Linked DNA regions of Manis pentadactyla: region 1 is linked to region 2. A link is a contact called in public Hi-C data. All regions are on one chromosome and are shown on one strand. The core of a region is the stretch at or near the end of the contact, and the rest is flanking DNA. Distances in the headings are between cores, read along the strand shown. Region 1 holds the start of AQP8 (aquaporin 8). Region 2 holds the start of SLC5A11 (solute carrier family 5 member 11).

Region 1 (6,271 bases), core at 3,446-5,945, 330 kb before region 2:
CTTCCGCACTCACTGCCTGCAGAGGGAAACCACACAGCCTCACAGTGGGAGCAGAGACACGCTGGGAGTTAAGGGAAGGAACCTAAAGATGCATGCCCCTCATCTTTAGAGCCAATGAGGGGTTCTGCTCAACCATACAGTCAGCATAACTGGGTCCACATCCTAGCTCCACCAATTTTTACCTCGTGGCTCAGTGACGGTTATTAGACTTCTCTGAGCTTCCTTTTGCTCATCTGTAAAATGGACATAACCCAGTGGTCACTCCAGATTTTGTGAGCCTGAAGCTAATAGATGACCCTCTCTGAGAAAAATAATACAAAGATTCCTTATTTTACAAACACATGTGACCAGGTGAGCCCACTGCCAGCCCTCATAGGACTGCTTCACAGGGGCACAGGGAGACCTGAAGCCTAAGCTCCACCAGCTTCACAGGAAATCAGCCTGAGGGGCCATCAGGGCACCTGGAGAGGGAAGACAGTGGAGCAGACAAGCTTCTGGGCCCTGAACCTAGATCTGGGCTCTGCTGCTTACCAGCTAGTGGGAAATCGGGCAAGTAACTGGCTTCCCTGTGCCCCTTTCCTCCTCTCTAAAGTGGGGGTGATAATAGCTCCTAGCTTGGGTGGTGAGTGCCCTTTGAGAACTGACTGTGGCTTCTCTGGTGAAATGAGAGAAGGTGGGCAAGGAGCTTCTCAAGGAGGGTGTGCCCGGTGGGCAGCAGCTGTGGCTCTGCCCTGGTCACCATCCTGTCCGACAAGTTTGCACATGGCCCCGCCAGAGCGAGAGCCTGAGCACTCCTTTCCATTAAGACTCAGAGAGGGAGGGACAGGCCTCTTTCTATGGGAACCGGGCTTCAAATGCGAGTGTGGGGAGACCAGGGCAGGAAGACAGCAAACGGGATTCAGGACCAAAAGCTGCAGTGGGTCAGTGCTTATTGTGGTAGACCAAACCCCAGCCAGACTAACGCCCTGGTCTCACCCCCCAGGCCTCCCGACACATATGCCAAGCTAGGTCTTCATCTTGAAGGGCCCCTGGTTGGACTGACACTTAAGGGCAACAGAGAAAGAGAGAAGGGAAGAGGGAGGGAGTCCATGGGAGAAAGAGCTAGCCTTCCTGTTGGGATGGGAGGATTCCAAAGTTAAACTGAGTATTAACTCCCATCACAGGTAGAGCAGACCCACCAGAGAACACATGAGAAGTTAATTCAACAGTTTCTCAAGGAGAATGATCAGATTCATCCCGGGCCCTCAGTGCTGAGGGAGATGTCCGTAGAATGTTCGTAGAACCAGTGAATGCGTGAATGAATGAATGAAAAAACACTCGTACTGTCCAGATGCCCTCAAAGCCAGACATGGACTCAGGAAGGGAAACCTCAAGTCCTGAATTCTGCTTCCTGGTTTGCCAGGGAAAGTTGAGTCTAGACACGGACAGAACAGGGTGGGTTTGGAGAGAACAAGAAGCCCTCCCCTGCAGAAAAGAGCCCAGCCCTGCCAGAGGAAACAAGAGGAGTTGGGCAGTTTCCCCGTCCCCACCCCAACCCAGCAGCCCCCTCCGAGCCCAGTCCCCTCGGGGATCACCCACCTTGGCCAAGGCAGCCCCGATCAGCCCCCCGCACAGCTGGGAGATCCAGTAGGGAAGGAGCATCATCAGGTTCAGGCCTCCGATCAGCATGACCGCCAGGGATACCGCAGGGTTGAAGTGCCCACCACTGTCACCCACAGAAGCAGAAGGAAGTCATGAGGCCAAGGTCTGGGATGTCACCAAGGAATGTGTCCCAACCAGCCTCCCAGGCTGGCTTTGCCACACCAGAGTTAAGTAGAAAGAGTCAAGGCCCGGCCCAAGTGGGAAACAGGCACCAAATTGTGCACATTTCTCCTGAGGTGTCAGGTGGTGGGACAAGAGATGCAGGGGAGAGCTGGGGAAGGGATGAGAGCCCCCTTCCCACCCTGCACCCAGAGCCCGGGTGCCCAGAGGAAGAGCACGGTGGGTGACCATCCCGTCACACCTTCCAGACTCTGGAAGAGCCCCCTCCATCCCTTCAGAGATGTGGCCACCAGTTAGAATGAGACCCCAGGCTCCAAATCAAGGGGTAACTGCACTTCCCCTTGTAAGTTAACCAGGCCCTGAACAACAACTGATTGGTTGAATTGTTCAATAAAAGCCCTATTTTTGGTCTAAAAGTGTGATAGCATTGAGTGTAAAGTTGAAATTAGGGGTTCAGGTTGGAAATGGCCTTGGGAATTGGGAGCAAGGTTAGAGGTTCATGAGTGGGTTGGAGATTGGGATGAGAGGTTGGGGATGTGAGGGGGGGTAGACAAAAAGTTGAACCTAGGGTCAAAAGGCAGGTTCAAGTTGGCCAGCCCCTCTCCTGGTCATGGGCACAGTGTTTCCTTTCACCAACATGCCCCACCAGCTCGGGTCCCGGAGCCAGGAGGCCCCAGTGCCCCCTAGCAGCCCTCACCGCCATCTCACCCAGCCCCACAAGAGCGGGGCACCTCTCCTCAGAGCTAGGCCCGTTAAAGCCCTCTGTACACAGAACTGATGCCCCCTAAGAACAGGGAAAGTAGCCATAAGACCCCCCATGTCACATACAAGTCAAAGCCCCCAGTGCCGAGAGCCCACCCACGAGCCTGCTGCCCCAGGGGACACAGGCACCAAGCCGAGACTGGACAGGGGTCCTCGGCTCTGGACAAAAGGACCTTATCCGACACACTGATGTGTCAGGACAGGCTGCCCGAACTCTTCCATCCCAGCTGCTCGCACAGGCCCTCCGGGGAGGCTCATGCAGGGTTTGGATGCACCATCTGGTGCTCAAGCCAGCAGGCAGGAGAGGGGCAGGCAGGCTGACTTGGGCTCCATGACCGAGCTCAGCTTGAGCTCTGCCAATGCACAGGGGTGCAGGGAGGGAGTGGGGATAAAGCCCCCCAGGAGACGGCACAGGTCGGGCCCTCAGGCCATCGGCCTCTCCACCACAGCCCCCAGCCCAAACAGGGAGAGCGGCTGGTATCCCCGCACAGCTCGGCCGGAGAGGGCTGGATTGTCTAGAATGCCGCACATGTTCCTGAGACTAACCTCACACTCATTAGCAATAAAACAATCAAAACACTTTCTTGGTTTATTCATTCATCATTCGCTCAACAAATGACTGAACTATGCGCCAGATGCTGTGCTGGCTGCTTCCTGTGCCTTATCTTGGATCCAGTCAACAAGCCCCTAGTCAATTCCTGGCGCAAGTAAGTGCCAAGTAAGTATTTATTAAAAAAACAAATGATTGAATAAAAGGTTGGTATTATAGAGAAGTATTCTCCCGCCGTGCATAATAGATGGTCTCTCCAGCCGACTGACCTGGGTTCAAAACCCATCTCTGCCACTGAATAGCTGTGTGACCTTGGGCAAGTTGTATAACCTCTCTGTGCCTCAATGATCCATGCCTCATAAAGCTGTTGCAAAGATGGAATGGCTTAATAAGAGTACTATACAGTATTATGTATATAGCTGGTATTGGCATACAGTTACTCCTCAATAAATATCACTGTTATTACCATCCCCACTTACACCACTGCACACAGAAGGGTTCAGCTACTTGCCCTGGTCACCTAGCTAGGAAGTGACAAGTCTGCATTCAACTCCAGACCCATGGGAAGACACCACCTCCCTGAGACATTTAAAGAGGGAAGTTAACGTTCTCTTACCATTCTGCTTTTCTAGGGAACAGCACTTCAATTTCCCTATTGAGATCTATTTTCTGAGTGAGATTCAATACAGAACGGGTATGTCTTAGATCACCTGGCCAGGCGCCTCTTCTGAGAGAGTCAGCCTTAGGGCTGGTCACTGATCACATAACCTGGGCAAGCCTCATGGCCTTTCTCCAGCACAGCTGGGAAGTGGACATAATAGCATGATCCACTGGGGGTTGTTGTGGGGATTAAATTAGTTAATATCTGTAAATTGCTTAGAATGGTGCTGGTACATGGGTTGCAAGATACATGTATTCAGAAAAAATAGTTACAGAAGTACTCCACCATTTCCATTTTACAGGTGGGAGGTTTGCATTTGGAGAGTAACCTACGTGCAGAGACAGGATTTGAACCAGGTGGTCCAACACCCCAGGTGAACTATCCACAGGGCTCTGGGAATCCTGAGTATGCTCCCCACACTCACTGCGGACAGCTCTGTGCCCCGACCCCGTGGCTGCTCACCTGCATGCTCACCTGATACTCCCCAGCGAGGCGATGATGAGGCCCAGGGCCAGCCCGTGGGCCAGGGCTGGCTGCAGCTGCCCTGTGTCCTGCCCGTTCTCGATGACTGACAGGCATCCAATGAAGATGAAGAGGGCAGAGCCCAGCAGTTCAACAAGACACGGCTGCACAAACCGCTCATACCAGGAACCGCACCACCTGCCCCCCATGCTTGGCTCCTTCACCTTGTTGCTGCCAAATTCAGGGTCACACACGGGCACATCCACCTGCAGTAGGAGAAAGGGAGAGTGGATGCAGGTGGAACAGAAGCCCAGAAGGAAGCCCCCATGACACCGTCTTGAATCACTCCAGGCTGCAGGGGACAAGACCAGCACAAACTCACCTCTGCAGACATCAGGGCTGAGGTGGCCCAGGACCTGGGCTCTTGCCTGAACTGGCTGGGAAACCTGCACCTGCTCTCCTGGACCCTGTCTCCTACCTGGGGCTGCTGATCCCCCAGTCTCTGCTCCTTTTAAAGGGCTGAGGAGGCTTGAGAACAGAGCAATAAAGCGGGGTGGGAGGTGGCCCAGAGGCTCACAAGAGGAAAGATTTTTTTTTACCTCAGCCGGGCAGGGCAGGGGATAGTCAGGCATTGCAAGCTTTCTGCCAACAAGGGGAGAAGTTCAGCTGTTGACTGGGAGTGCCCGGGAGAGCCCAGTCCCCAGTGACCCGTGACCCCCACAAGGGCCCATAGGAGACCCTCACGGTAGGCAGACGTGAGAAGGAGCCCGCTGGGTTGGGACACACATGGTCATAACAGCAGTCTCATCTTCAGTGATTTCTCCACTGATGCCCACGGACGTGTCCTTGTATCTGAGGCCTCAACACCCCCCACTCACTCCCCTTTAGCCTGATCCAAGACAGTGTGTAGACAGAAGACCATGGGCAGAGGAAACGTGGAGCTGTGGTAAGCCCCTGGACTCTGGAAACAGGCTGCCTGGAGTTTGATCCCAACTCCTCCGTGAACTAGCGCTGTAACCCCAAGTGTGTTGCTTACCTCTCTGCACCTTAGTTTTCTCCACTGTGAATTGTGGATGACAGTGATACTGGGGTCATTGCACAGGCATGAGACAAGTGCACACTTCCAGTGTCTATTTAGAGAATATCTTTATGGGTTACAAATATCTATTGAGCACTTTCTACATAGCAGGCACTGGGCTAAGTATCTTGTATTAAATGTATTATCTCATTTGAACCTCACAGTAACCCTAGGAGGCAGGTGCTGTTATTATAGCCATTTTACAGGTGAGGAAGCAGAGATTTAGGAAAGTGAAGTTTCCCAGGATCTCACAGTCCTTGTGATTGCCAAACTTGTGGGCTAAGTCACAAAAGGACAAATACTGTATGATTCCACTTACATGAGGTTCCTAGCATTGTCAAATTCATAGATGATAGAAGATAGAATGGCAGTTGTCAGGGGCGGGAGGGGACATAATGGGAAGTTACTGTTTAATGGTAGAGAGCTGCAGTTTGGGAAGATGAAAAGTTCTGGAGATAGATGGTTTCACAGCAATGTGGCTGTACTTAATGCCGCTGAACTATACACTTGAAAATGCTTAAAATGGTAAATTTAATGTTAGGTATATTTTATCACAATTGAAGACAAAGAACAAACTTGTGGGTTCAGCCACTCCACCCCATTGCCTTTCTAATGGGCACATGGATGGATGGACAGATGGAAGGAAGGACAGGCAGATGGCTGGATGGATGGGAAGAAGGAAGGGAGGGAGGGAGAGGTTTCCTTGTTCATACATTCAACAAATGTTTAGCACCTGCTGTAGACCAGCCACGTTCTAGATGGCTAGAAATGTAGCAGTGAACAAGACAGGCAAGAATTCTATTCAGTTTTCATAACTATTATCTGACTTTTGTATAGACAGAGATAGAGAAATAATGTCAAGGATAAGAGCATTTTAATGAAAATTTCTACCATATATTGACTATCCATTCCTACCACATATCTAATGCTGTGTTAAGCACTCTAACTATACTAACAACCTGATAAGTCCCGTCACTGCATACCCCCATTTTCAGAT
Region 2 (6,137 bases), core at 2,673-5,172:
GGCCATGCGCCCCCAGGCGGAGCCCTCCAGTGTGGGCACTGTTCACTCAAGTGCCTGCCATGGGCTCGCTTTACATTTGCTGTCTCATTTCGTCCTCGTCCACCCTGTGAGATGAGCACTATTACCTGACCATTTTACAAGTGGAAAACTGGCACAGAGGTGGAAGGGAGCTCGGTTCCAGTCCTGGCCATGCCACTTGCTTCCAGGTCACAACATATGCCAGACGTGGGATTTGAAGCCGGCGCTGAGCCCGCTGAACCTCCTTGTATCAGCCCGTGTTGGCTAGTCCGTCTGCCTTTCCTCCCGCCAACTGCCCTTTCCTTTCTCCTCCCCTGCTTCACTCCTTCACTCACTCTTTCTCTCCTCTTTTCCATAAATACTTCTTTGGGCACCAGCTGTGTGCCGGCCTGTGTACCAGGCGTGGAGGACAAAGCCATGAGCCAGGTGGACCTGGTCCCATCCTTACGGCTCCCTGGCACTGGCCCTTTGCTGTATGTGCACAGGGCCTCTCAGTGAAATGACCCCAAGCGCCCTTTGCCCCTTGCACTGCCCCAAGAGGGCCAAGCTGGGGGTGGGCTCCACTTCACCTCCTGTGAGGGACCCTCCCTGTGGGGGGGCGCAGGGGTGCCGGAATAACGGGAGTCTGTGCAAATCAGGCGCTATAACAACAGCTTTGTTTGCAAGAACACCCTGCCCCTCAGCCGCAGACCAGGGAACAAAGGCAGCTCAGCAAGCGGGAGGCTGCTCACCCTTTTTCTTCTTCCCTTTTGGCCGGTTACATAATTTGCCACAGCAGATGTGGGAATTTTCCACGCCCCAGTGTGAGGAAAAGACTGAGCAACGTGTGTGCAGGGGACGTGGGGACTCTGACTGTCTCTGCTACACTTGGTCCGTGAGGCTGGCTTCTGCGTGCGCATCCACGGCGGGGGACAGTAGGCTGCCTCTCCTCCCTGCCACCCTCCCTTTCCTCCCGCCTCCCCTGCCTCACCATCCCCACTCCCATTCTCTCTCCTCTTTTCCATAAACATTTCTTTAGGCACCAACTGTGTGGCATCAAACACATTAGTGGGGACAGAGAATGAGAGATACCCACAGACAGACAGGCCAGGGAAGGACACCCCACTGACCAAAAATGTCAGTGACCATCTGCTCAGACATTTTAATTATAGGCAACAAATCTCTAGGAAGTGGATGTGTCAGGATAAAAGGGGTGAAGACATTATAACTGTGTTGCCCAGTTCGAATCCTGTCTCTACCTCTTATTAACTCTGGGATCTTGGGCAAGTGGCCTTTCTGAGGCTCAGTTTTCCCATCTGTGAAGTGGGGGCAATAATCAGACTCATGGCACAGGTTTGTTCAAAGCATAAAGCCAGCTCATTACATAACATGATTAGGCCCAGAATACTGGGTGTGTGTGAATCTCAGTTTAAACACATGGTGCCCCTAATAGGTCAGTCTCTGATTAACCCCACTGAAGAGGTGAAAATAAAGCCGAGGCCTGAGCACAAGGTCACTCTGCTGGTAAATGACTGAACCAGGGCTCCAACCCAGGCTTAACCTATGAGCTCTTAACGCTGCTCCGCACGTGGACCCTTGGCAGGGAAAATTTCCAGAGGTGACATCAAGGGCAGGCACTGGCCACACCTTCCAGGACGGCAGCTACTCACCCTCTTTCCTGCCACTCTTCTGTGCTCGCCTGCAGTGGAGGAAACGGCTCAGCCCACAGCCACAAGCTGGGCTTGGGGCTGGCTCAAGCTCACGATGCCCGACGCTGCTGGGGGAAGCTGCCCAACCGGACGGAGGCGGCCAGGTCTGCAAGGCAGAGAGGCACCGTCAGGACCCAGAACTGTGGAAGGCCAGTGGGTACTCTGGGGTTCTTTAGGAGTGTGTCTCTAGAAAAAGAGACAAGAGGACAGATTCCGGGGGTCTTGGGGCTGAAGCAGAGGCCGGGACTGTCCCCATCGCATTAGGAGGAGCCACAGCCCTAGTAAGGAGGGAAGAAATTCTAGACACCATAAGGCAGCTTTTCCCAAACAGTCCATGGAAGGTAAACAGATGTGAGTGGAGGATTCTCCGCCCGAATTGCCCCTTCAGTCATGACCTTGCCTCCTGATTCTAGAGAGAACAGACATCACAGGAGCACCTTGGGAACCCCAGATCTGTGCACCCAAAGGCCAGGGCGGCATGTCAACTGTACCAAATACAGAGCAGAGGTCACACTTCAACAGCTTCCAGACCTCCTTGTTTCACTAAATAGCAACGGCAGCCGCCTTGCTGCTCGTGCCAGAAAGCTGAGGGCCAGCCTTAAGTTGTGCATTCATTCATTCACTCATTCATCAAGTGATCTATGAGCACCTACTATGTGCCCAACACCACGGGTGCTGTGCCATGCAAACATGCACCAAAGAATCTATAGTGTTTCTTCCTCAGCTCCCAGAATCTATGGACCCCTAGATCTAGTCTATTCTACTTCCAAAGCATAGCTTGAAACTATCCATTTTCCCTCACTTAATTCTTTCACTTTTGTCAAATCCACCATCACCTCTGTCTAGACTAGAGGAAGAACTTCCCACATTGCCATGCTGACACTCTTGGTTCCTTCTAGTCCACCCCTCCCATGGAAACTAGAACAGAGATCAGATCAGACCCTTTCTGTGCACATGTACTCTGGTGCGACCCCAGGGCCATCACAGCACCCACCTTTCTGTTCCTTGGGCACTATTTTTGGACTCAGGTTCTTTGCCATTCTATTCCCTCTGCCTAGAATGCTTTTCTATGCACTTGGCTTGATGAACTCCTCCTCACCCCTCAGATGTCACCCTGCTGCCACACCCCCTAAGGGGCTTTCTCTTGGCCTCAATCTAAATTGGGTCCTTAAGTCATCTGCCATCATAGCAAACAGGACTTTGCATCACCACTGAATGAAGCGTGACATTGGATTTGTACGAGTCTCTTACTGCCTGTCCTCACTACACTGTAAGCTCCATGAAGGTGGGGACCATGTCCATCTTGCTCATGTAGTGTCCCCAAAGCAGGCACTCAATAAACATTTGTATAACAAATGTGGCGTTTCCAGAACCGTTACTCTGTACCCCTGCACATTGTGACAGCCACTGCAATCATGCTGATATGTCCCTCTAGTTTTTTGCTGTTTGTACAGATATTTTCATTACATTATCTCTTTGGGTCCATGTGAGTACACCACACCTGGGAACTGGGCTGGGCTGAGATTCATGTTCCCATTTGGCAGATGAGGAGCTTAAGGCTCAAGGAGGCAAAACGATCAGCCAATGTCCTGAACTTACTAAGTGGAAGAGCTGGGATCACACTGGTGCCACTGGCTGTATCCACCCCCTCAAAAGACACCGTGTGCCTGGTGTCGCCCTAGATCCCCACCATGGCTCACAGCTAGAGTCCTTCCTGCTGGCACCAGACCAGCTTTCCCAGTTTGGAGAATGGGTGTCAGGTTGAGGTGGAGGTAGGGAGTCTTACCTTCCCCTGGATACAGGGCCTACCTGCCCTGGAGCCCGTCGATGGCTTCAAGGCAGCAGGAGGCAGAGATGGCTCTGAGAAGGGAGACACCTGGGCCCCTCTCGCCTCGCAGCCACAGTGAGGATGGTGGTGGCCCTACCTCCTGCACGGCATGGTGCTGACAGCCTCCTCGCTGGTCAAACTCCAAATTCCAGTCTCGGTTGCAGCACGGATTAGAGGAAGCATGAATGATCTCCCCAGGAGCAGAAGAGAGGCTGAGCCCAGCCCTGAACCCTTGAACTTGAACTCTGAGCATGCCCCTGTGGGGCAGATGGCATGCCCTGAGCTCCCCCACATGGCCCCCATCAGGGCCCTCACCTGCTCAGAGGCCCATGGCCGGGAGGGAGAGGGGGCCTCGGGAGCCACGGGCACAGTCCTACTCACTCACCACTCCTCCACTGGCCCGCCTCCACGCCAGCGGGGCGGGCTGGGGACGAGCTGGGGGAAGGGGGAGGGGAGACGCTGGCAGGGAGGCAGGGGCAGAGGGAGAGTCCCAGGAGGGCACTCTCTGACGTGGCCTTGCTGCTGCTGCAGCAGGAATAGTGACCACCCTTTGTTCAGCCCCTTTTCCTGTGTGCCTTCCAGACCATGGCAGGGCAAGGTGGACCCCAGGGTCTGGAGCCCAGAGGTGCTGTCAGGAGTGACCGACCCACAGACAGGAGCGCAAGTCTGGCTCACGACCCCAGGGCAGGCGTGGGAGACAGCAGAAGGCTTTCCCTGGAGGCTTAAAGCACACAAAACACTGTTTAGTTACTAGAACATCCTGAAGATCTGGCCACAGCAGGCCCACATGGCCACAGGACAGCCCCTGGCTGGAGCAGAGGCATGGCCACCCCCTCTCACTGCAGACCCAACGTCTTTACTTCATTTGGTCAGCCTGGGCCCTGGGGTGCAGCCTTGGCACCAAACAGTGATAATGAATATGTACCAAACTCTGCTCTGAGGGCTTCCGCTTCTGTCTGAGCTCATTGGTCTTCCTGACGGACCTCTAAGACGGATGCTATGACTATCCCCATTTTACTGATGAGGACACAGGGTGGGGAACTGGCCCCAAGCAACCCAGCTGTATGCAGCAAAGGCAGGATTAGAACCCAGAGGAGCCATGGAGAGTGGCTGAGAGATGTGTCCCTCTGGAAGAAGGGGGGCCCAGATGTGCAAAGACCAGCATTTGGACTGATAACAGCATGAACAAGGGCCCACAGGGTAGTGGCATGCCCAGGGCCGGGGTGGGGGGCACAGATGTACAGAAGGAGTAGCTGGGATTGGAGAAGGGGGACAGACCTTGGGTCAGGGAACAGATGGCACAAGACTGCGATGATACCTGGGAGGCAGCAGGGTGACATGGAGGGTACAGTGTTCCACCAGCTGGGGATCTGGGCCTGACTGCTTGGGGCATGTCCAGGGGGCCACGGGCATGTTCCAGGGTCACAGTGCTTGGAGAGGAGGCATGTCGGTGAGTGAGACAGGCAGGTGGGGCTGCGGGTGACTAGAGTGCATGTGTCCCAGCTGAAAGGGACAGCCATGACTCAGCTCTAACCGTGGGGACACAGGCCCAGTGGGATTGGACCTTCCAATTGTTCTAGAAAAATAAGAAGTCCAGAATTTTGTACAAAGTCTCATGATTATTAATCTGCGAGGGCCGGATGTGGCCCAGTGACCACTGGCTTATAACCTCTGACAGGTTCTCTGTCAGGGATTTCTACCCTCATGGTGCTGTTGCTGGGCAGAATCTGGGGGGGTCTCTCCCTGCACACTAGGTGAAGCGCTAGGAGAACCTCAGCCTGGACAGGGGAGGGTTCTTGACTGCGTGAGAAAGAATTCTCGAGCAGGTCAGAGGAGTGTAGGTAAGGGAGGAGTTCATTAAAGCGAGAGCAGCAGGGAATGGCGGCTGCCCTGCAGGCAGCAGAGAGCAGGAGTGCAGAGGGAAAGAGGGGAAGCCCTTGGCCTACGGCAGATCATCTCGCCACCAGGGTCACCTGGAGTCCGGTGTCTGCTTAGATCGGCACAGCATGGGGTCTAATCCCAACCACCCCAGGATTTGGGGGAGCCGCGGAGCACAGGATGGAGTGAGATTATGTTCTGAGAACTTCCCAAGGAAAGGAGATTTTCAGGTAGGCTACTGAGAGCAGATTGCACAGCAGCAGTTCTGTCGGGGTCACCCAGGCAATGGAAACACGCAGGCCCAAATCTGAGCTCTTAGCAGCCCCTTCCTACTTATTAGGAGCAAAGTGGAGACAGAGTGAAGGCTTGGAAATAAACTAAAATAACAAAGAGAAAAACTGAAATAATGTGAGCAGTGAGGCAGCTGTATTTGAAAGTATGCACTTAAGGGAAGGAAAGGGAAGCGTCCTCAGAGAGGAGGCGCACTGAAAGGCTGGGGATTCTGTCTTCTAAAGCTTTGAAGAAGGGGGCAAAAAACACTCTTTGAGAAAGGAGTTGTTGGGCGTAGGCTTGACTTATCTCAAGGTGCTTGTGGTCTCAAGGTGCTTATCTCTAGTGAGAGACACCGTGTCTCCTTTCCTTTATTGTCAGTCCTCCAGCTGATTCTGCTAAATAAACCCAGCACAAGGGATTTGTTTATCCTGTTCTTCTCCAAGGTAGTGGTT

Evidence for each region. Hi-C and Micro-C count contacts between places; a contact is called where the count stands out from the background.
Region 1: a contact with region 2 is called in a Hi-C map of fibroblasts, with 5 times the contacts expected there. The contact joins the promoter of AQP8 here to the promoter of SLC5A11 in region 2. A contact is called at or near these places in 2 of 3 Hi-C or Micro-C datasets (fibroblasts and skin fibroblasts).

What each region holds. Positions count from the first base shown.
Region 1 is chr10:79,918,694-79,924,964 of mManPen7.hap1, reverse strand. AQP8 (aquaporin 8) reads right to left here and starts at 4,695. Exons shown (of 6, transcript XM_036916903.2): 1 at 4,579-4,695; 2 at 4,209-4,462; 3 at 1,579-1,705; 4 at 1-16. The coding sequence starts at 4,590.
Region 2 is chr10:79,584,977-79,591,113 of mManPen7.hap1, reverse strand. SLC5A11 (solute carrier family 5 member 11) reads right to left here and starts at 3,922. Exons shown (of 17, transcript XM_036916916.2): 1 at 3,493-3,922; 2 at 1,668-1,812.